4 separate regions of the Mus musculus genome follow, and regions 2, 3 and 4 are each linked to region 1. Evidence: chromatin contacts called from public Hi-C, HiChIP or PLAC-seq and Micro-C data. All regions are on one chromosome and are shown on one strand. Each heading gives the region's core, a stretch centred on a gene start, on an enhancer-like site or on the middle of the called end of the contact. The rest is flanking DNA. Distances are from core to core; before and after follow the strand shown.

Region 1 (4,739 bases), core at 461-2,960:
CAAGCTCCATGCAATTCTTTAAAGTAGTGGTTTTCAGTCTGTGGGTTGAGAACCCCACAGGGGTTGCCTATCAGATATCCTGCATATCAGATATTTACGTTATGATTTATAACAGCAGTTATAAATTATAGTTATAAAGTAACAATGACATAATTTTGTTGTTGAGTGGGTCACCATAGCAAGAGGGACTATATTGCAAGGTCACAGCATTAGGAAGGTTGAGAACGACTAATTTAGAGGCTTGGACAATAGTGTTTGGTCTCTGGATATCCATATGCCATTGCACGTGCCTCCTGTAGTCAGACTACACAGTGTTAGAGCCTCAGAGGCATGTGATTGGGCCCATTTATCCCCTTGTTTTCTCCAAGTTTCTGGTAGTTCCTACTAGTGAGGCCTATTTTCCCTGCAAGTTATCTTTTTATGTTTTCTACTAGCTAAACCAACCAACCTCCACCCAGAATCTTGAGTGTCTACAGCCACCTGCATACCCTGCATATCTCAGACAGGTGCAGAGGCTGGCTTGGCTCTTTACTAGAAGGCAGAAGGAGCTTGAGCCTCTTGTCTCCACTGTGAAGAGGTTGGAAAGGATCCATATATCATCTCCAGTGCTTGATGGATTCATTTCCTAGCTCCATTCCAGTTTGCTCAGGAAACCAGTCCTTATAGGTAGGTTTTCTCCTCTCTACATGTTTTCATCTTTAATGAGGATCTCAGCTTTATCTGACCTCTGATGAATTTAGCCACCATGCAATTCTAAGGCCAACCAATGATACACCCTATCCAATCAAATGTTCCTGGCTCCTGATGCTTTCTTTCTCTCATAGAAACAGAGTTTTCATACATTTGGGAATGTGTCCATATTGTTCACTATAAGATTCTCTCTCCACTCTCTGCCCCCTGACATATTCCTCTAGATTTCTAGAAACTTCCCTGATTTCATACACATATATCTTAGGGTTGTTAAGGACAATACATTTAATTCTTCTGTATGCCAGCATTTCCAACACCCATCCTAGACTCTCCTTGTGTCCCAGATCATGTTCCATTCAATTCTGTCAGATCCTGGCTAACCTTATGTGGGAGGGTATCTAAAGTCCTTATTGTGTGCAGACAATTTCTATACATGCAAAATATGTATGGTGGGGAAAGCGACTATAATTTTGTGTATTATGTATAATTTGTGTATAAAAGTATTATGTTGTTACTTCATGAAATGTACCTTGTGATGGACATCAGCTTTACCTATGAGCAGCAATGGGTGTTAAAGTATTTATAGAAACATGCTTATCAGCATGGCTAATCCTGTTAATTCATCAGACAGTTGACTCTGGACCCGTCTCCTCTTTCAACTCCTCCCTTCTGCCTTGACTACAGATTCAACCTTCAGCATCATCTTTTAGTCACCACTGACTCATGGCACCCAACCTTTCCTGCCCCTTGTGCCATCTCTCTACACTTTTCACTTTGTCTCTCCACATTCCCTCATCAAGTGGTCATGTGTTTTTAGGATGCTGCTTTCTCCAGAGCTGCAGCCAGTCATCGGAAAGAGCCAGTTTGAGTAAATGTATGAGCAAGAGCTGACAGAAAAGGACTAGCTACTGTCACAGGGACTTCTCTTTGAATTAGAGAAACTGCTGTCAATATATCTCCATGCAGAGCATACTCACAATAGATGAACTCAGCCTGCCGTTCTGGGAGCACTTCCTGTTTCGTCATACACAGAGCTGAAGCTCTACATGAGCACAGGCTAGGCAGATGACAACAGCTGCTCAAGTTATGACTCATGAACATAATGTCTGCTTTCCATTTAAATGAATGCTTAAGATTAAATACTTGATTTTATTATAACTCATCTTATTATCATTTTACATATCTCCTCCAGAAACCTGTTTTGAAATTTACGTTTTCTTTCGCAGCTCCAAGCAGGAAATTATATTTCTAGATAGGCTGTCTATCTCTCCCTTCTAGAGCCTTCCCAGAGGCACTTTGGTTAGTCTGTAGAAGAAACAGGTCCTGGCAAAATCTCTTTAACTCTTGTCTCTACAGAGGCCTGCACGTTTTCTTGAGCTGATTCAAAATGCTCTTGAAAACTAATGGTGACTTAATTGGATTTGATCATGTTAATAAGATTCTGATCATTTAATAAAAGTTTTTCTAGGTTTGCATTGGACTCTAACACAATGAAATGGATGTTTGGGGAGGATAATAATGTGCTATGTAGAGAATCCAGATGTCCCAGCCCATCACCAGAAATCAGAAAATAAGTTACCAACCATTAGCAGACTGGCTTCATTATGGAGATTCGGTGCTCACAGGCTATCTAGAATTGACCTCCATCTCTGTGCCTGGAGAGTGCATCCTGCCTAAGCTCTGAATATAGAAAGGGGCTTTAATCCATGAAGGAATTTTTTTTTCTATTAAAGCTAGTGTACATTGGAGAACAAGCCATTTGGCTTTCATGAACAAACCCCTTCACACATACAGGCCAGTCATGGCTCTTACCCTCAAAAAACACTCCTAATTCCTCAACTTTCTTCTCTAGACCTACCTGCCTTGTCTGAGACTTTACTCGACAGCTTTTGCCTGCAGTCTCCTTCCAGACTGCTAGCCTGTTAACTATTGAGTAACTGTTTCCAGAATTCCTATTACTCTGTCTGGAACTGACTCCTAAGCAGTGGTTCTCAACCTTCCTAATGCTGTGACCCTTTAATACAGTTCCTCCTGCTGTGGTGATCTCTAACCACAAAATTATTTGTGTTGCTACTTCATAACTGTAAGTTTAGTGCTGTTATGAATCATAATGTAAATATCTGTGTTTTCAGATGGTAACCCCTGTGAAAGAGTCATCCACCCAAGGGTTGGAATGACCCAAAAGCTGAGAACCATTGGTCTAAAGACAGGTTTAGAATACCAGTGTGCACTCAAGGACATGAGATCGGTATGCACAACAACCATTTGTACCTTTACATTCTTTCCATCAGTGTTCACAACACTGTTGGTAAAAGGAAAAATTAAAATAATTCATATGTTCAATGGAATAATATTTAGTGATGAAAGAGTGAAACCCTGGCATTTCCAAAAATACCAATGGGCTTAGATTCATAATTTTAAATAAGTGTCCAGATATGGTAATACAGATAAGACATGAAGTCACTCAGAATAGAAAAAGCTAAGCTCACAGAAGTAGAATATAATCCTGGTTACTGGGGCCTAGGGAGGGATAGAACAAGGAGGAATATAGAGATTGACTAATGGAGACAAAGAGACAGGTGAATAGGTGAAATGCTTTGGATGATATTATAGCCAAAATCAATGTATTGTGACAATGAAATTTGTCAAAGAGAGGATTTGGATGTTGTCATCACGAAGAAGTAGGTTTGAAAAGACAGATGATCTGTGTGTGAAGTGGATATTCAACACTGTGTACATGTACTCAAACATTACTCTATCCCCTAGGAAAATGTGCAATTCTTACCTGTCACTTAAAGGTAAATTAACTTCAATCAAGCTAAATAGAGCTAGCATAGCTTGCTAAACTTCTGTTATACATACATGCACACTATGAGACGCCAGAATGCAGAATGCAGTAGGACTTTGTGCCACACCAATTCACTGAACAATGCATTAGCTGTGATCTTATGAAGGCTGGTAAATAGCAGTAGACAGAAAGTAAATTGTGAGACTGGAGGAACCACCACAAGCTCTCCTGTAGTTTAGCTAAGAAACTTTCAAAGAGCCAATCAAGGGCTGGGGATGGAACTCCCAGAAGAGTGCTTGTCTGGTCTACACAAAGCCCTGTGTTTAACCTTTAGGATGGTAAATAAAAGAGCAGTGGCCAAGAGAATGTTTAGCCTTAGTCAGGGAAGCAGGTCCAGAGCCCTGATCCTGGATGCCTGGAAGGCTAAAGAAATCCTTTTAAACAGATAGGCTAGTTCAACCCATCATCAAGCAGCGACTCATTCCTCCCTCATTCAGTAGAAAAATTCATAACCATTTATGCCTGGCACACATGTCTATGCGCATGAGAGTGAGGACAGGAAAGAGTGGGGAGTCAGAGATGGAAAGTGACCCATTACAGAAAGAGGAGGAAAGACAAGAAAGGGGGCTGATATCCTGAGAGGTGAAGCTAGCCAAAGACATGCCCAGCTATTTATAGCTCATCTCGAGCAGGCAGTCTGGCTGCTGCTATAGTGGCACTTTATGTGGGTTGTCCTCCTGTAAGAAACACCATGGAGATGCAGCTGCCTATGAACTTGCAATGCTCAGAATAAGGCTGGTAATTGGGTCATCTTATTAGCAAGCAACTATCACTAAGCGGTTGAAAGAGCTTCAGGTTATCCTCCATCAATCCTTGCAGCACACTCAGGGAGGAACCAGAGGGCAAGGGTGATGAATAATTAGTCCACTTAGTGCCTTGCTTTAGTGAGTTTTCTATCCACTTACATGACGCCTCCTTTCAGATGGGAGCCATAAGACCAAGGTGTGATGGTTGGAACATTAGTTTTCATTAGGTATCTTTTCCCACTTTTCTCAGCCCTCACTTCATATTGGCAAGATGCTTTAGAATTATAGGGAACATCCAGTGGTGCCTGCACCACATCACACCTCAGTTCAGATTACAACTTCCTAACCAAGTACAGTTTCAATTCTGTGGGTACGAATGAGCCACGCTTATGAATTCACAAGTACAGGGGATCACAGAAAGACTGGGGCTTAGAGATAGAGAGAGGGGAGAGGGT
Region 2 (5,101 bases), core at 673-3,172, 280 kb after region 1:
ATGGGATGCCTTTATCAAAGTCTTCACTCAAGGCTCAGGAGACTATTCAGATGAGGAGACAGAAGGAGTGTAAAAGCCAGAGGTGTCTGATGACTCACTCTAAGGGAAAGAGCATCCTCCAGACACAATAGGGCTGATAAACATGAACTCACAGAGACTGTGGCAGCATGCGTGCACAAGACTTGCAAAGGTCCAAACCAGACCACACACCACCACTGAGAAGAAGTGAAGACAAAACCCCTCCCCTAACCAAAAAGCTGTTTGTAATTGATACCTGCTGGGAGAGGAAAAGTCAGTTATCTTCAAAGAACCACACTCCAGGGCAGATCCCATGCCCAGAAGAAGGTGACCAACACAAAACAGACTCTGTGGGCTTTTAAGGTGATGTGTGTTTAGTTCCAGAATCTTTTGTTTGTTTGTTTGTTTGATTGATTGATTGATTGATTGATTGATTGGTTGGTTGTTTTTTGTTTGTTTGTTTTTCTGTTTTGAGAGAGAGAGGCAGAGGCAGAGGAGAGAGAAAGAGAGAGAGAGAGAGAGAGAGAGAGAGAGAGAGAGAGAACATATAGAGAGGTGGGGAGATCCAGGAGAAATTGGGGAAGGGAGATAATATGATCAAAAATGTTGTATGTAAAAATTGTTTAATAAAAGCAGCATAGTGACACATGAAATAACAGAAAGCATGTAGTATTTGATCATGATAACAACCAATTAATTATGTGGCTGGCTTGCTGTTTATGCATTTATCTGTATTTATTGGGTTGTTTATGCAATTGATAATAGCGTGTTTTTCTTGGTCATGTGGAGAATACCCCTACTTATTTAAAGAGTGTTGATTGTGAAAGTGCACCCTGGGACGCTGGCAACAGCTCCCCCAGTCTTGTCTTTGCTGTGTCTCTGTCGCTTTAAGTGGCCATATTCCCTGACTGACCTCCAGCATCTAGGCTTGTGTAAGAGATCCACAGGGTTTTCACACAGGAAGTCACCTGAATTTGATGGTACATCTCTCAGGACCTGTTTTAATTGTTAGTCAAAAAGTGACTGCAATGCTTGTATCCACATCAGACAACTCAGAGAGGGCATTTTTTTAAAGACCAGAAATATCAGCTCCTTAATACATATACAAATAAGACAGCAAGTACCTTTGGCTGGGCCTGTGGCTCTGGCTGAACAAACTGGTTCACCAGATGAAGATTTCTGTAAGGCAAGAGGGACTTGGGTAATCTGTGAGGACTTTAAAAGCACCTTCAATAGCGCTAAAGCATTTTGTTGGATAAATTTCATAAGGATCCACATGGCAGCTCCTACCCATTATAACTTCAGTCCTATGGGGATTTGAGACTCTCTTCTGGCCTCCCTGGGCACCAAGACCTCAAGTGCTGTGCAGAGTTACATGCAGGCAAAACACCCATACCCCTAAAATAAAATGGGGGGGGGGATTTTAGAGGAATCTCAAGAACTCAATTTTGTAATTTCCCTAAACTTCAGCATCTGACACATGCCTTTTAAAGCATCATCAAACTCCATCAAAACCAGTGATTTTTACATTCTTAAATATTGGTGGATGTCTTGTAAGATGCAATCATAACAGAATCTGTTAAGCATTGTTGTTGTTGGGTTTTTTTTTCAACCTTGAGTCTGTAGTGGGCTCTGCCCTATTCATCTCTCAGACACAATTACTGGCGAGCTTTTAATGCAGCCCACAGCTGCTTACAGGCACCAACCTGCTATTCTACTAGCTGCCTGCTGAGCTGAACTAGGAGCCAGAAGGGAGTCATTTTGATGGCATTTGAGTAGCACAAAATGTGAGTTTTCTCTTGAGAGGGCTTTTGAGAATTAGAGGGAGTTAGTCATAGTTTCCAGTGTGAGTATTTTAACAGTTGTGAAATTATGAAGGGCTGACTCAACAATTCCAGTGTTGCAATATGTCACTTCACTGTCTTGTTACTTAAAATTACATGCTTCAGGAGACGATGACTTTTAAAAGAACCCAACCAAGTCTGGAAAGAAAAGTGAGATATGCAGACAAAGCAAGGGGAAAATTATAAGATTGCCAAACACTTAGGAAGCTACTTAACAATCCCGAGCTCATCTAATATGTTTCTTTTTCTTAAATAGCATGTTTCTCTTCTCTGTGAATTATATAGTAGAAGCACACTTATTAAACAGTGATTCCTTTTCAGTATACAAAACCAATCCAAACTGGATTGAATATGTTACTAAATTTCTAAATCAGTCACCTCCTCAGTATCCTTTTGGGTAGGTTTAAAAAAAAAAGATGAATAGATTATCATCAGACAAAGATGATTAAGCCTATTCAAGAGGACTCTTAGGCTGTTGCTCAGCCTCTTCATTAGATAACTCCTCATTAACTACCCTAAATGAGCTACAAATAGCTATCAGGTCCTGTCCTTTATATTTGAAAATTAGACCCTTAGTAAGCAGATGACTCTTGAGGTATTTTCTAAGGATTTGAAGTTTTTCAAGCATGCCGCTATATTTCCCCATTCAAAATCATATACTCATAACACAGCTAGCCAGGGTTAAGAGGAAGCAAAAAAGAATCCAAAAGAGATGGTTCTAATGAGCTTGGTTTCTTTAACACGGTGTGATAATTAGGTAGTCCAGCCAGAGCAAAGGCCACACTGGGAAAACTTGAGATTATAAATAGCTCCACGAAATGTTAAATGCAAATCTAGAGGAGGCATTATCCTTTCAGGAAGCATTATCCTTTCAAGAACTGAACAAACTACAGAGTAGGACATGTCCTTGCATGAACAGTCAGGAGCTATAAAGAAGGGGGACTGGGGCTGAAGGGACAACTTAGCCTTCAGAGCACTCACTGCTCTTGAACAGTTCAAGAACAATGCACCCATGTCAGACTTCTGCTCACAACCACCTGGGCATCTAGCCCTAGAAGATCTAACTCTTTATGCTGGTGGCCACTGGCACTCAAATGCACATGTGCACACATAGACATATCATGATCTATGGAAACCTACTATTGTGTGAGCTTCAAAAACATGTACACAAACACATACACATATACATGTATAAAATAAGTGGAATTACCCTATACCTAGGGACAAAACATCTTCCAGATGCCATAAGTTATCAAAAAAAAAAAAAAAAAAAAAAACAAGAAAACAGCGTCCAGTGTAAATTGTGTCTCTTCATGTTGGTAATAAATCTCATAGACACCCCCTCACCAAAACCAAAATAACCTATGCCATCAGTCTTTGTTACCCTCCTAAACTTGATGGTAAGATCCTGTTGCTGAAAATACTTGAGCCATAGAACACGGAGAAATCAACTGATACTGCCCTGAATACTTCATCCCTACTGGCTAGCAGTCATGGAATCAGAGGCATTGTCCATATTACTGTGGGAGAAAAGTAACGGTTTACTCAGCTGTGACTCCTGTAAGCTACAGCAATGACCAGCCTGGCAGCCACTAAAACACAATAGTGTAATAGTGGCATGAATGTCTCTGGAGTAGCAAACCATTTTCTGATTGTATTTGAGGTCTACCCCACAAGATGGAACTCATGCCTACTGCAGTTAACTGAGCCAAAAACCTAGGGCTTAGTGTATCATAAGCTCTAGGGAAGAACCTATTACAAATATTCTAATAAATGGACATAGTATAAATTGTCCCCAAACATTTATCTTTATACCCATTGATTCGTGTGGCTCTCCACCATCATCAGAGAAGCTACTTTTGCAGGAGATGATGTTGAATACAGAGACTCACACCTGGTGGTCAAAGTGCAAAGAATAAGAGATTGTGGAGTTATCAGCCCTAAATAGGAAACCTATAGCACGTTCTGTTTCCCAGTTCTCAAGGATTATCATGGAAGAGGGGGGCAGAAAAAAACTGAGATCCAGAGGTAGCAGTAGATCACTACAGAGAAATAGTAGCCAAATTCCAGCATGGAAGGCAGAGGGACTTATTAGAGCTAACTCCTAATTGAGGAGCTATTGGCAACTGTGGCTGGTGTGGGTACGAGAATCGGTTTTCTTCATCTGTGGCACCTGTCATGTGACCTGTGTTCCACTGGATGACTCCTCACCTGGGCACACGCAGGCACCGATGAGAAGACTCAGTAGGGTTAGGAAAAAAAAGAGTAGATGAAATTGGGAATTTCTTCTGGGTACAACTTGCATGGGTCTTGTTCATATAGTCACAGTTGATATTAGTATATGTGTGCAGCAGTCCGGTTATATCTGAGAAGCATGGCTTCGCTACAGTCATCTATTAGCTCGTGTTCTTAAGATCTTCCTGCTCCCTTTTCCATGATGATAGCTCAGCCTTGACAGGAGGAGATAGATATGACATAGATGCTCCATTTAGGACTAAGCTTTCCACAGTTAATCCTCTGCACTTTGACCAACGTGATTCTCTATAGTAATCACCCTCTCCTGCAAGCAAGAAGCATCGATAATGAGAGCTGCGTGCTGTGCTGCTTTATGGGTATAAAGATAAGTACTTAGGAGGCAGCTTAGTACTCTGTCCATTTAGCAGAATAATAGAGTTGGTTCTTTCCTAGGGCTTATGGGCTATCAGGTCATGAGTTCTTGGCTCAGTTAAAAGTAACAGACATGAGTTCCATTTCATGGAATAGAACTTAAACTGAATTTTTAAAAAGTTGTTGCTTGCAGCCCCATAGGAGGAACAATATGAACCAACCAATGCCCTACAGAGCTCCCAGGGACTAAACCACCAACCAAAGCGTGCACATGGAGGAACCCATGGCTCCAGCTGCATATGTAGCAGATGATGGCCTTGTTGGACATCAATGGGAAGGGAGGTCCTTGGTCCTCAGAAGGCTCGATGCCTCAGTGTAGGGGACAGGAAAGCAGAAGTGGGTGAGTTGGTGAGCAGGGGAAGAGGGAATGGAATGGAGGTTTTTGGAGGGGAAACAAGGAAAGGGGATAACATTTGAACTGTAAATAGAGAAAATATCTTATAAAAAAAAAGTTGTTGGTAACTCTGATAATATTCGTGTCACTATTGCACAAATGGGCAGTTCCCAAATCACTTGGTATTGAAGCACACAGTGTTCACAGCTGGATAAGGCTATTGATTCTTTTCCTCCCT
Region 3 (5,050 bases), core at 2,011-4,510, 300 kb after region 1:
TTCAAAAAAAAAAATCTTCATTCAGTGTCTCGTACTTTTCCAGAAGTTTTGCTTACATTATCTATTTTTCAAATCGTTTTAAGTCATTGATAATAGTCTCTTATTTTGTCACTCATTTTGGTGATTCTTTTTTTTTTCCTGAAATGTGATATGTTGTGTCTTTTGTTTGTTTTCTGTTGTTTTGTTCTGTTCTGTTTTGTTTTGTATGAGATACGTCTTCACCTGTAGTCTACGCTGACCTGGAGTTTACAGCAATCTCTCTACCTTAGCCTTCTCATGGCTGGGATTGTAGGCTCTTATCACAGGGCTTCATGGATAATTCCCATCTTCTCTCTGGAGTATCGAGTTACGAAAAGCCATTTCTAGTCTAATCTCACCAGCTATGGCTCACCTTTTTTGAGTGTTGACACATTAATTTGGGGTTTATATTTAATTGAAATTGTGTTGTGGGAATTTAGAGAGGCTTGCTGAGGGATCCCCTGACCTGAATGGTTTGTGTCTGCTTTTTGTGAGGTGCCTGGGGCCCTTAGGCAGACACTTGTCATGATATCTCAGTCCACTGCTATTTGGTTACAAACACAATCACACTTCAGAAAGCTTTCTGTTCCTCTTCCTCCAGCATTTTCTTTTCACTACACCTTGCCTGCTACTGCCTTTGACCCCTCCCAGATCAGGGTAGGGAAGAGAACATTGGGGGAAAATGTCACCCAAACAACAAGACTATCTCTGTGCCAGAAATACAGCTGGACCCTCGTGGGCATTTTCTGCGTGCCTCACAGATACTTCTGGCAAGGCTTTGGTTGGATTTTTCTAACAGATGAGCCACAAAGAGGATTTTTTTTTTTAGAAGAGTAGTTTTAGGTTCACAGGAAATGTGAAAGGAAGGCATAGGTTAACGTTTAATTCAAGAAGCCAAGGATGTGGTTCCTGTTTGTGTATCAACATGTACTTTATCAACACGCCACCAGAGTAAAAGAACACCAGTGGGTTTACAGATTCTTAGTGTTGTGTGTTCTACAGACTTTGACTTGATTCAACACCTGGCACCACATCACAGAGTAACTGCAATGCCCAGAAAAATTCTCTGTGCTTTGCTTATTTACCACCACCACCCTTGTCTCTTTTAACCCTAAGTACCCTCTGTCCTTTTCTCTGTACCCATACTTTTGCCTTGTCCAGAGTTTTATATATTTAGAATCATGTCGTCTGTCTGGAGACCTTTCAGACGGGCTTCTTTGACTTGTTTAAGTTTTCTTTATGTCTTTGTATGACTTCTTAACTCAGTCCCTCTCACCACTGAGTAACGCCATTACCTTTACTTGCTACATTTTATCCATTCACTTCTTGATGAGCAACTTAACTGCTTCCACGCTTGAGCAGGCCAGAATAAACCTGCTGATAGCATCAATGGTCTGATGCTGGTTTATTGTATGAGCTTCAGCTTTTACCATCTTTGGGTCCAAACCTCCTGAAGAGTTTGTCTGTTGGGTGGTGAGAACATGCTTGGCTTTGTGAGAAGTTGCCAAACCATCTTCCAAAGGATGCAAGGCAGTGACGAGCCCTTGACTGAAATAACCTCATCCTCTAGGACGGGCAAGTTTCCTTGCAGAGTCACATGGAAGGATGGACTCCAGCATCTCTTCTACTTAGATCTTTCTGGCCAGTTTTTTAAATGCCTTGGTCCAGCTCTCCCTCACATTTGGGCCACATCAGTTTCGAGAGCTAGATCTTATGATTGGCCATGGAAGCACCACCCTTTTCCTGACAGGGCAGGAAACTACCCTCCTGTTTCACCTCACCAGCCAGAACCTCTGACCCTCTGGATTATTCGTCTGGTATTAATACAATGGGTTAAATATAATACCTTCTGTGGTATTAGAATACATCATCTTCCTCCAGGAAAGCTGGAGGATATATAACACTAGGAGATAGTTGTGAGTGTGCGTGTGCAGGTGCGGGTGTGTCCCAGCCAGAGTGGAGGCTCTTGCAGCCCACGTTGCATATCATATGAGAGCTACTATCCTGTGTTTGCTTACTCCTATGGACTGGTTTTCAGGACTCACCTGACAATGAGGGTTTCATAAGGCTCCTCCCCCTTAGCAGCCAGAACTATAAGCTCTGCCTTCCCAGAACTATAAGCACGCCAGCATCTTGGCTTAGCTTTTAAGCCTCTTGACAGCTGTGTTTATTTGGCTTCTTGGCATCTCACTCTTCACGTGCACAGCTTAAAGACTGAGAAATGGTTTGGAGAAAAAAAATGCATACTGACTCCATTTTCTTTGGTTCCCATCTCGATGTGTTTATGGTCCATCAAGTCCTGGCAACCTTGCATCCTGAACTCCAATTTTTTTGACGGAGACAAGCAAGGAACTGTCACTCTGTTTTGATTCTATACCCCAGAGGCCGTTGCATGGCTCAACAAATGCTCCCATGACACAAGAGGAGCTCTAAAGGACTCACTTGGCTGCATTGCCCTCCTATGCCATTCTGGTCCCTCTAGAGTCCCGCATCTTCGATTGCATCTTTGATGCTCTCAAGCTACTAGTTCATACTTTTTTAATTCAGCCGTTGGTTTTTTAGTACAAGGCTTTTTTCTGCTCTCCTCCTTCAGAGCCAGAAATGGAAGCCCTCCCTCTCTGTTTTTCCCCCAAGAAATAAAGCAGGTGGCACATTCTCTTATTTGATAAAAATGTCTTTCTGGTGGCTTTAAATGTGAAAGCTAATTTAACAAACAGCAAACATTCACGGTTCACAAATAACACCTTTTCTTAAAAAAAAAAAAAAAAAAAAAAAAAAAAAAAAAAAAAAACAAACCTGTAGCTTTGCTCTATCTTTAATTTGGCCACTTAATGTTTCAGAGGAAAACTCTAATGGAGGCTCAGTTTTTTGATCTTTGTAGCAGGTATAACAGGTGTTAAAATTAATTCAATTAAACCTAGGAGCAAAGCAATGAGAACGCATTTGATAAGCTACCAGTCTCTGCACAGGTTTTCAGAATAGAAGGTAGAGAGGAATTGCTCAGTCCTAGAACCGCAGCTACCACTGAGGAAGAGGTTGGTAAGGGTGTGAGTATGTGAGGGGGGGGGCGGGGGGGCGGGGTGACTCTGGGAGGGGGCGAGGAGGATGCTAGGAATGCTGGGCCCCACAACTTCCTTGTCACCAGCTGTTTCCGATTCAGCTCAGCGTTGGGAGGTGAGATGAGAAGCCTCTTCAGGCACCTTGAGATGTTTCCACCTTTTCCTTTCTTCAAGCAGAGTCACACCCAGCTCTGCCAGGTCCGGAACTCCACCTCTAACTCCACAGAGCTCAGCCCTGCCTAGAGCACTGCCTTTAGCCTCCTTCTCCGCCCTCCACCTTCCAGGTGCAGGCATTTCAGTCAGGAGCCACCATGCCCAGCTCTACTTAGAGATTAAGGGAATGTTCCTGCTATGGTCTCTTATTTATTAGCATTTATTGAATGACTGCGCTTACAAAAAATGGTCTCAATGAAACGAGGTCTGCACAGAAAAAATAAATAAGATAAGGAAAAAATAAGGACATATACAAAGATTGTGACTCTGGGTGAATTCTTTTGTTTATTTCACCAAAATTTAGAAATACCTGCATTACCTTTTTAAACAAACAAACAAACAAACAAAACTATTTCTAGAGACCATCTCCATACACAACAGTGTGCATGGTATGTAAGTGTGTATTTTTAACTTACATTTATGCAAAAACAATCCGTGTGACAAAAAAAAAAAAAAAAAACCTGGCACAGCCCTCCCCCACGCTCCCCCACCCTTTCCCACCCTCCCCATCCCCTCCCCCACTCAGGAACAAAAAGCCCCTCAGTGTTCTTATCTAATAGTGACTTCTCCTGATATATCTGTATCATATTTTCAAGAAAAGGCCGGTTTCTGACCTGTGATAGGCCTACCTATGTGTTGGGTAGATCCAGGTCCACACCTTGCACCTGTGTGCCTCTGGTCCCCTCGAGAGCGCAAAGTTAGACCCGCCCTCATTCTGCCCCTTCCTGTGCCCGGGTGTTGGAGTCCTTTCCTTTCAACTTATCCCTTCCCCATGTCTCTCCCTGAGCCCCGGTCTCACTCACAGCCCCACTAGCCCGGCCCTTGGCCCACATTAGACTCTTTCATCTCCATTTTGTGAGTTTATCCCCGCAGATCCCTGCAAACTCCTGGAGGTCAGAGCTGAGCACCTCTGTGTTCCTTTTTCCAGGCAGGTTGTCTACACATGCTATTAAACTAGACAGGCGCTCTTCCTCATCCCTCCTTTCCCACTCGCCCAATGCTCAGAAATCAAACAAAGCCAGAGGGACCAGGACACGCCCTGGAGGAGCAGGAGGGGACCTGGGACCAGCTTCTCCTGTCTATCAGTAATTAGAGCGGTGGGGGAGGGGCTGCCCTTGGCACAGACAGGTCCTTAAAGGCTGCTGCCCCAGAAACTGCCTTCAGATCGACAGCCAAGGGAATCGCGATGAAAAATTCATCAGCTTCTTACTTTCCGCGGCCCAGCTGCGCCTAGCAGATGACCTCGGCGGGGACAAGCCCGCTGTGAGACACCGTCTGGTCGCTTCGAGGGGGCCAGCCCAGGCCTGCCGGGGAGCACTGCACCGCTGGGCTTTGTGCGTGCGCCATGAGCACGCGCCTATGAGGCCTAGAAGTACCACCGAGGTTTGACTGCTGGGGACCAGAGACAGTCATCGGACCTTTTGGTGCAAGCTACTGGGAGCCAGAGTGTCACTCTCTAGCAGGCGCCTGCGGTCCATCTTGCCCATCATACACTGTCCTACACAAGGCGCGACCTACTAGTGGAAGCAATACCAATTGGGTGGGCACCTGGGATCGTGGAAGCCCTGTAAGCTATAAAACTTCTAACCCTGGAGACTGGTCATCCTAACTAGACCTTACTTTCATGCCACCACCTCCCACCTTTGCTGGCCCCAAGCTGCCTCCTGAAGTTCTGGATGGGGTAGGTTCTCTTGAGCTGGGGTGGCCTGGGAGGATGACAGAGATCCAGTTGGGGAAATGCTACTGAGTTGCAGGTTTCT
Region 4 (4,846 bases), core at 2,339-4,838, 310 kb before region 1:
GACAAAATTTGGATCTGTGACGAAAGGATGGACCATCTAGTGATTGCCATATCCAGGTATCCATCTCATAATCAGCTTCCAAACTCTGACACCATTGTATACACTAGCAAGATTTTGCTGAAAGGACCCAGATATAGCTGTCTCTTGTGAGACTATGCCAGGGCCTAGCAAACACAGAAGTGGAGGCTCACAGTCAGCTATTGGATGGATCACAGGGCCCCCAATGGAGGAGCTAGAGAAAGTACCCAAGGAGCTAAAGGGGTCTGCAACTCTACAGGTGGAACAGCAATATGAGCTAATCAGTACCCCAGAGCTCTTGACTCTAGCTGCATATGTATCAAAAGATTGCCTAGTTGGCCATCACTGGAAAGAGAGGCCCATTGGACTTGCAAACTTTATATGCCCCAGTACAGGGGAACGCCAGGACCGAAAAGGGGGAGTGGGTGGGTAGGGGAGTGGGGGTTTGGGTATCGGGACTTTTGGGATAGCATTGGAAATGTAAATGAGGAAAATACCTAATAAAAAATTAAAAAAATAAAATAAAATGTGCTGGAGTATATTACTACAATGAACCCAGCAGAATACCACACTGAACCCTTACAGACCCAATATAACTATTGCTATCACATCCTCCTCAATATTAGAAGAATCTATGAAGTACCGAGTTTTTTGAAATGTAAATCACACACACACACATTTATATATCTATACACATGCACAGAATGAGAGAAACAGAGAGCAAAGACATGGAGAGACCCAGGCCAATCAATTACTCCTTTAAGGTGAAAGGCATGTCCTTTAAATCTGAATGTCTTTGGGTCCTGGGATGTAAGCACTGGCATATTTACTCATCTGTTCATCGAGCTGAGCGTGGTTAATAGTGCCAACAGGTGTTCCTTTCTAGCAGAGACTCTGCATCATTCTGTTGCCAAATGCATAGCTCTGCTATACTCAAATAACACGTTACATAAAAGTTCCCCAAAGGAACTGAGGAATGTATTCGCATCATCAAGTAGTTCCCGAGATTTCCTAAAATAATTACCGAAGAGACTTTTCAAATTGGAAATAAGATTGGAATTTTCAAGATTAAAGATCCATTCAATTGTCTTAAAAAATAACTTCTCTAGCACATGGCCAAGATGGGAGTCCCTGAGAGGCCACTTTGTGTGGGTTGGGTTCTCAGGGCAAGGAGAAACGCCTGGTGTTCAGACTCCCGGTGCTCTCTGGTGTTCATGCTGATTGCCAGCGTTGTTCAGCAACCACTGATGGAGTTGATGATTTCTTCCTTTTGTATTAACGAGACCTTGATACCCATTGACACCAAAAACTGGGAAAGGGAGGTTTGCAAAGTAAAGATGAAGTCCTGTCCTCAAAGAGGGGATGGTAATAGATCTGACAGTGAAGCCACAAATCCATAGGACTAACTCATTCTATGGAGTCACCAACTAATCACCAATCATAGATCAGAGAAGCATGGTAAAGACAGAACTTTAGACATCTTATCCTCGAGAGCAGAAAACCGATACTAGCGAGAACAATGTCTACCCTGTGACCCTCACTAAACCTAAAGCTGGTGAATTCTTGCCCAGGTAGGATACAGGCTTCTCACATGGTTGTATCAAGGATAAAAATGGGAGATGGGATCATCTAAAAGTTCTAATATTTTTGCTTCATACTGAGAGTGTGGCTTTAGACATGTCACTTAGCCTCTCTGAGCTTCTGTTTTCTTAGTGGGAAGGTGAAGCCTTCTTAGATATGTGCCTGGGTCATAGCAAATGCATAACAAATGTGAGTCATTACTCTGATTAATGAAATGAAGACCTATATCTAAAATCTTCAACAAGCCAAGAGACAACACCAAGGGGTTCGGTATAGAGACTGAGAGTCCTAAGCCAGGGATCATGGAAGGCGGCAAAGCCCTTCTCCTTGAACTTCATGCCGTCGCCATCAGCATCATTCTTAATGGCTGCCTTAGAGTTTCGATTGCTGTGAAGAGACACCGTGACCAACACAACTCTTCAAAAGAACATTTAATTGGGACTGGCTTAGAGGTTCAGAGTTTAGTCCATTTTCATGATGGTGGAAAGCTTGGCAGCCTCCAGGCAGGCATAGCACTGAAGGAGCTGAGAGGTCTACATTGTTCTAAAGGCAAGCAGAAGACTGACTCTTCTAGGCAGTTAGGACGATCTCAAAGCCCACCCCTAAAGTGACACACTTCCTTCAAAAAGGCCACACCTACTCCAACAAGGCCACACCTCCTAATAGCACCATTCCCTGGGCCAAGCATATTCAAAATACTACAATGGCTATCCAGCTCCCAACATCTTGCCTTGGAATCTGCCAGCCTTTCCTATTTATTGTGACTCAAGTTCTTTCTCCCAAGTGCTGCTGGACAATATTTCTTGTGGTGCCAACATGGCCAAGATGCCAATCTGCTGGAAAACCTTCAACGGGGTTCTAGCCCAGCCCGCTTGTATGGATACAGACCTCCTGTGACTGACACCCAGGGTACACTAACGCTAAAGAGTCAACGCTTGAAAAAAACAGTTTGAACACTCCAGCCAACAAGACACAGATTCCCACCCTTCCATTGGCATTCTCCATGGACCACTCATTTGTCAGTGGACATTCAATGTTATTAGCATCTACAAACTGTTCCAATCCCAGGTTACAAATCAGCACTATTGCATTCTTTGTAGCATTCTGAGGGCTGGCTGGAGCTACAAACCACAGCTGCAACTGGTTCTTGTCTTTAAATAAAGTGTTGCCTGGTGATGGGTGTGTTCGAGGCTCTGGATTCTACCCCCCCATCCCCACCCCCAGGACTCCCAATACTGCTAAACAGAAATTCATCTACATTTTGAAAGAAAAGGGAATCGTGCCATTTGCTTGGAGTCTAAAGTTGTCAGCCTTAAGTTTGAATCTCAGCCACCTGCTAATGTTTGCTGCTGTGGGGTGGAACACTCATCCATTTCAGGAAGAGGATGTCTGGAAAGTAAAAATCGTGATCAATTCAGGAAGTGGGAGGTCAGCCCAGTCCCCCACAAAGCTAGTACGTTTTTTTTTTTTTAAATCTTTGTGAATGTCACTGAGCACGAGCCCCAGTGGCTTGGGCAGCTCTCGGGGAGCAGCCTGGCCCTTGGCCAGCCTAGCACAGAAGGACCAGCCCAGGAAGGGAGGAAGTGACTCAGGGCTGCCCTCTCTCCGACAACAGGACAAGGCTGTAACCTTTTTTTGTGAAAGGACAGGTAAAAATAGCATCAGTACTTCAGGAAGAGCTCAAAATATTTAGATCTTGCCCCTTCTCGTTATGTAACGGAGGGCGAACGATCCAAGGAAGGGCAAGGAATCACCATTTGTCATACTTTAGGGTAGGCTAGTTGCTGTGGATCTTCTACTTTACCACACCCCCAAGGACCCCAAAAAGCTGTTGTTATCATCCCCTTTGGTACACGGGAGCCTGTGGTCATTTGTGGAGGTGAATCATGGATTACGGTGCTGGTAAAGGGCAGATAAGGACCAACCCTGGTGCCTGCGTGTCTGACCACTCACGCTTTGGCAGAGCTTCTGGCCCATCTCCAGTGATGACTAAGGCAAGTGACCATGAACTCCTCTAAGAGCTGGGACTACCCTCTTGTTGTCCTCGGGGCCCTTCGGATCTGCAGTGAGAATGGAACAGAGTCTGGTGCAGGAATCCCTAAGCTCCAGGCCCACGTGGAAAGCTGGATCCTCACTGTAGTGAAGTGTGTTGGAAAATGTTAACGGTGAGACAACATACACCACCCACATTTCAGGAGAAATCTGGCAGTGCCCAACCTTGGATTTGTGAGAGAGCAAGCTGACTCTAGAGAAAAGGCTGAAAATCTGAAATCTACAGATTGGGCACTGTAGACATCCTTTATGATTTAAACAATATCTGGTTTTCTTAGAAAAGTGGCCATTTCCAGACACAGGTTTTAAAAAAAATGTACAAATTGAGACAAGGCAAAAAAAAAAAAAAAAAAAAAGGAAAAGAAACAGAAACAAAGACCAGAGTGCTGAGGTTAAAATAAATAAGTCTATGTGTCAAGGGTGAGACAACTTAAAGAAAAATAATGACAAAATATGCTGAAACATATCAAGTATATAAAAATATACAAGTTTCATTCCATAGTAAAACAACATACTTCAACACAGCCCTTCACAATTCAGTGGTTAACTCCATTTGGAAGTCATCGGGGTACCAACTCATTATTCTGCAGATGGATAAATACGAGTAAAGAATAAAACATTTATCCCGCCTATCTGTGCTCAGTTTATTAAACAACCAGTCAACAACAAGTCTTTTATAAAATAAAAATCTTATTAAATAGACACAGGAGGAATGTTAGAAAATGACCTATTTGCAACACTCATTAAAATAACAGACCTGGGTGATGATCATCAGTAGCTGTTAAAGCCAGGGAATGAAAGTCCATTCCTGGTGACCTGGCTTAGAAGGAGGTACATATGAGACAACCCTCAGCATCCTGCAAGTGGGCAGGTCCACATGTTATGCCTGAAATACAATATAATGCACAAGGCATAGAGCCATCCGGATGGAACCTGTATCTAAGCAGATTCAGTTCTAGCAAGTGAAGGGCTTGGGGGACATGCTAAATCACAATGATTCTTCTTCTCTCTTTGCTGTAGGAAAATGGAGCGTCTGGGCTGGGGACATAGGTCCTAGCCTGTCTTCTGTTGATCCTGTACAGCTCTAGGACTTTATAAGAGGCCAGTGAGGAATTGATTCACTTTCTATCATGATTCAGTGTAATCCACTGTGGGAAAGACAATTAAAGAAGCATCCCACGTGAGTGGGTTTTGG

What was found. HiChIP or PLAC-seq counts read pairs in DNA pulled down with a chosen protein or histone mark. A called contact is a pair of places that touch in the nucleus more often than the background predicts.
Region 2: a contact with region 1 is called in a Hi-C map of bone marrow-derived macrophages, with 34 read pairs. The contact joins two enhancer-like sites. A contact is called at or near these places in 2 of 15 datasets of contacts at CTCF or cohesin (CD8 T cells and the NIH/3T3 cell line), 13 of 484 Hi-C or Micro-C datasets (the C2C12 cell line, Th1 cells, adipose-derived mesenchymal stem cells and 8 more) and 5 of 115 datasets of contacts at active chromatin or transcription factors (CD8 T cells, Th17 cells, acute myeloid leukemia and 2 more).
Region 3: a CTCF HiChIP or PLAC-seq map of CD8 T cells shows a contact between it and region 1, with 7 read pairs. The contact joins two enhancer-like sites. A contact is called at or near these places in 2 of 15 datasets of contacts at CTCF or cohesin (CD8 T cells and the NIH/3T3 cell line), 14 of 484 Hi-C or Micro-C datasets (the C2C12 cell line, the HL-1 cell line, the N1E-115 cell line and 10 more), 9 of 115 datasets of contacts at active chromatin or transcription factors (CD8 T cells, Th17 cells, embryonic fibroblasts and 5 more) and 1 of 9 other capture datasets (embryonic stem cells).
Region 4: a Micro-C map of muscle stem cells shows a contact between it and region 1, with 8 times the contacts expected there. The contact joins two enhancer-like sites. A contact is called at or near these places in 2 of 484 Hi-C or Micro-C datasets (the N1E-115 cell line and muscle stem cells) and 2 of 115 datasets of contacts at active chromatin or transcription factors (CD8 T cells and pancreatic cancer cells).

The regions. Positions count from the first base shown.
Region 1 is chr13:37,009,246-37,013,984 of GRCm38.p6, forward strand. All of the region lies in intron 3 of F13a1 (coagulation factor XIII, A1 subunit), which reads right to left. Among named protein-coding and RNA genes, the nearest start is that of Gm30240, 23 kb to the left of the region's middle. Within about 2 kb of position 1,711, at least 36 of the 459 cell types and tissues checked have an H3K27ac peak or open chromatin away from gene starts, as enhancers often do. A contact at or near this core is called in the C2C12 cell line, CD8 T cells, Th17 cells and 3 more, where this site is marked.
Region 2 is chr13:37,288,994-37,294,094 of GRCm38.p6, forward strand. No RefSeq gene overlaps it. Among named protein-coding and RNA genes, the nearest start is that of Gm30600, 42 kb to the left of the region's middle. Within about 2 kb of position 1,923, at least 68 of the 459 cell types and tissues checked have an H3K27ac peak or open chromatin away from gene starts, as enhancers often do. A contact at or near this core is called in the C2C12 cell line, Th17 cells, bone marrow-derived macrophages and 1 more, where this site is marked.
Region 3 is chr13:37,307,256-37,312,305 of GRCm38.p6, forward strand. No RefSeq gene overlaps it. Among named protein-coding and RNA genes, the nearest start is that of Gm40913, 24 kb to the right of the region's middle. RefSeq lists an enhancer at 3,711-5,050. Within about 2 kb of position 3,261, at least 27 of the 459 cell types and tissues checked have an H3K27ac peak or open chromatin away from gene starts, as enhancers often do. A contact at or near this core is called in CD8 T cells, where this site is marked.
Region 4 is chr13:36,692,928-36,697,773 of GRCm38.p6, forward strand. No RefSeq gene overlaps it. Among named protein-coding and RNA genes, the nearest start is that of Gm38636, 20 kb to the right of the region's middle. Within about 2 kb of position 3,589, at least 58 of the 459 cell types and tissues checked have an H3K27ac peak or open chromatin away from gene starts, as enhancers often do. A contact at or near this core is called in muscle stem cells and pancreatic cancer cells, where this site is marked.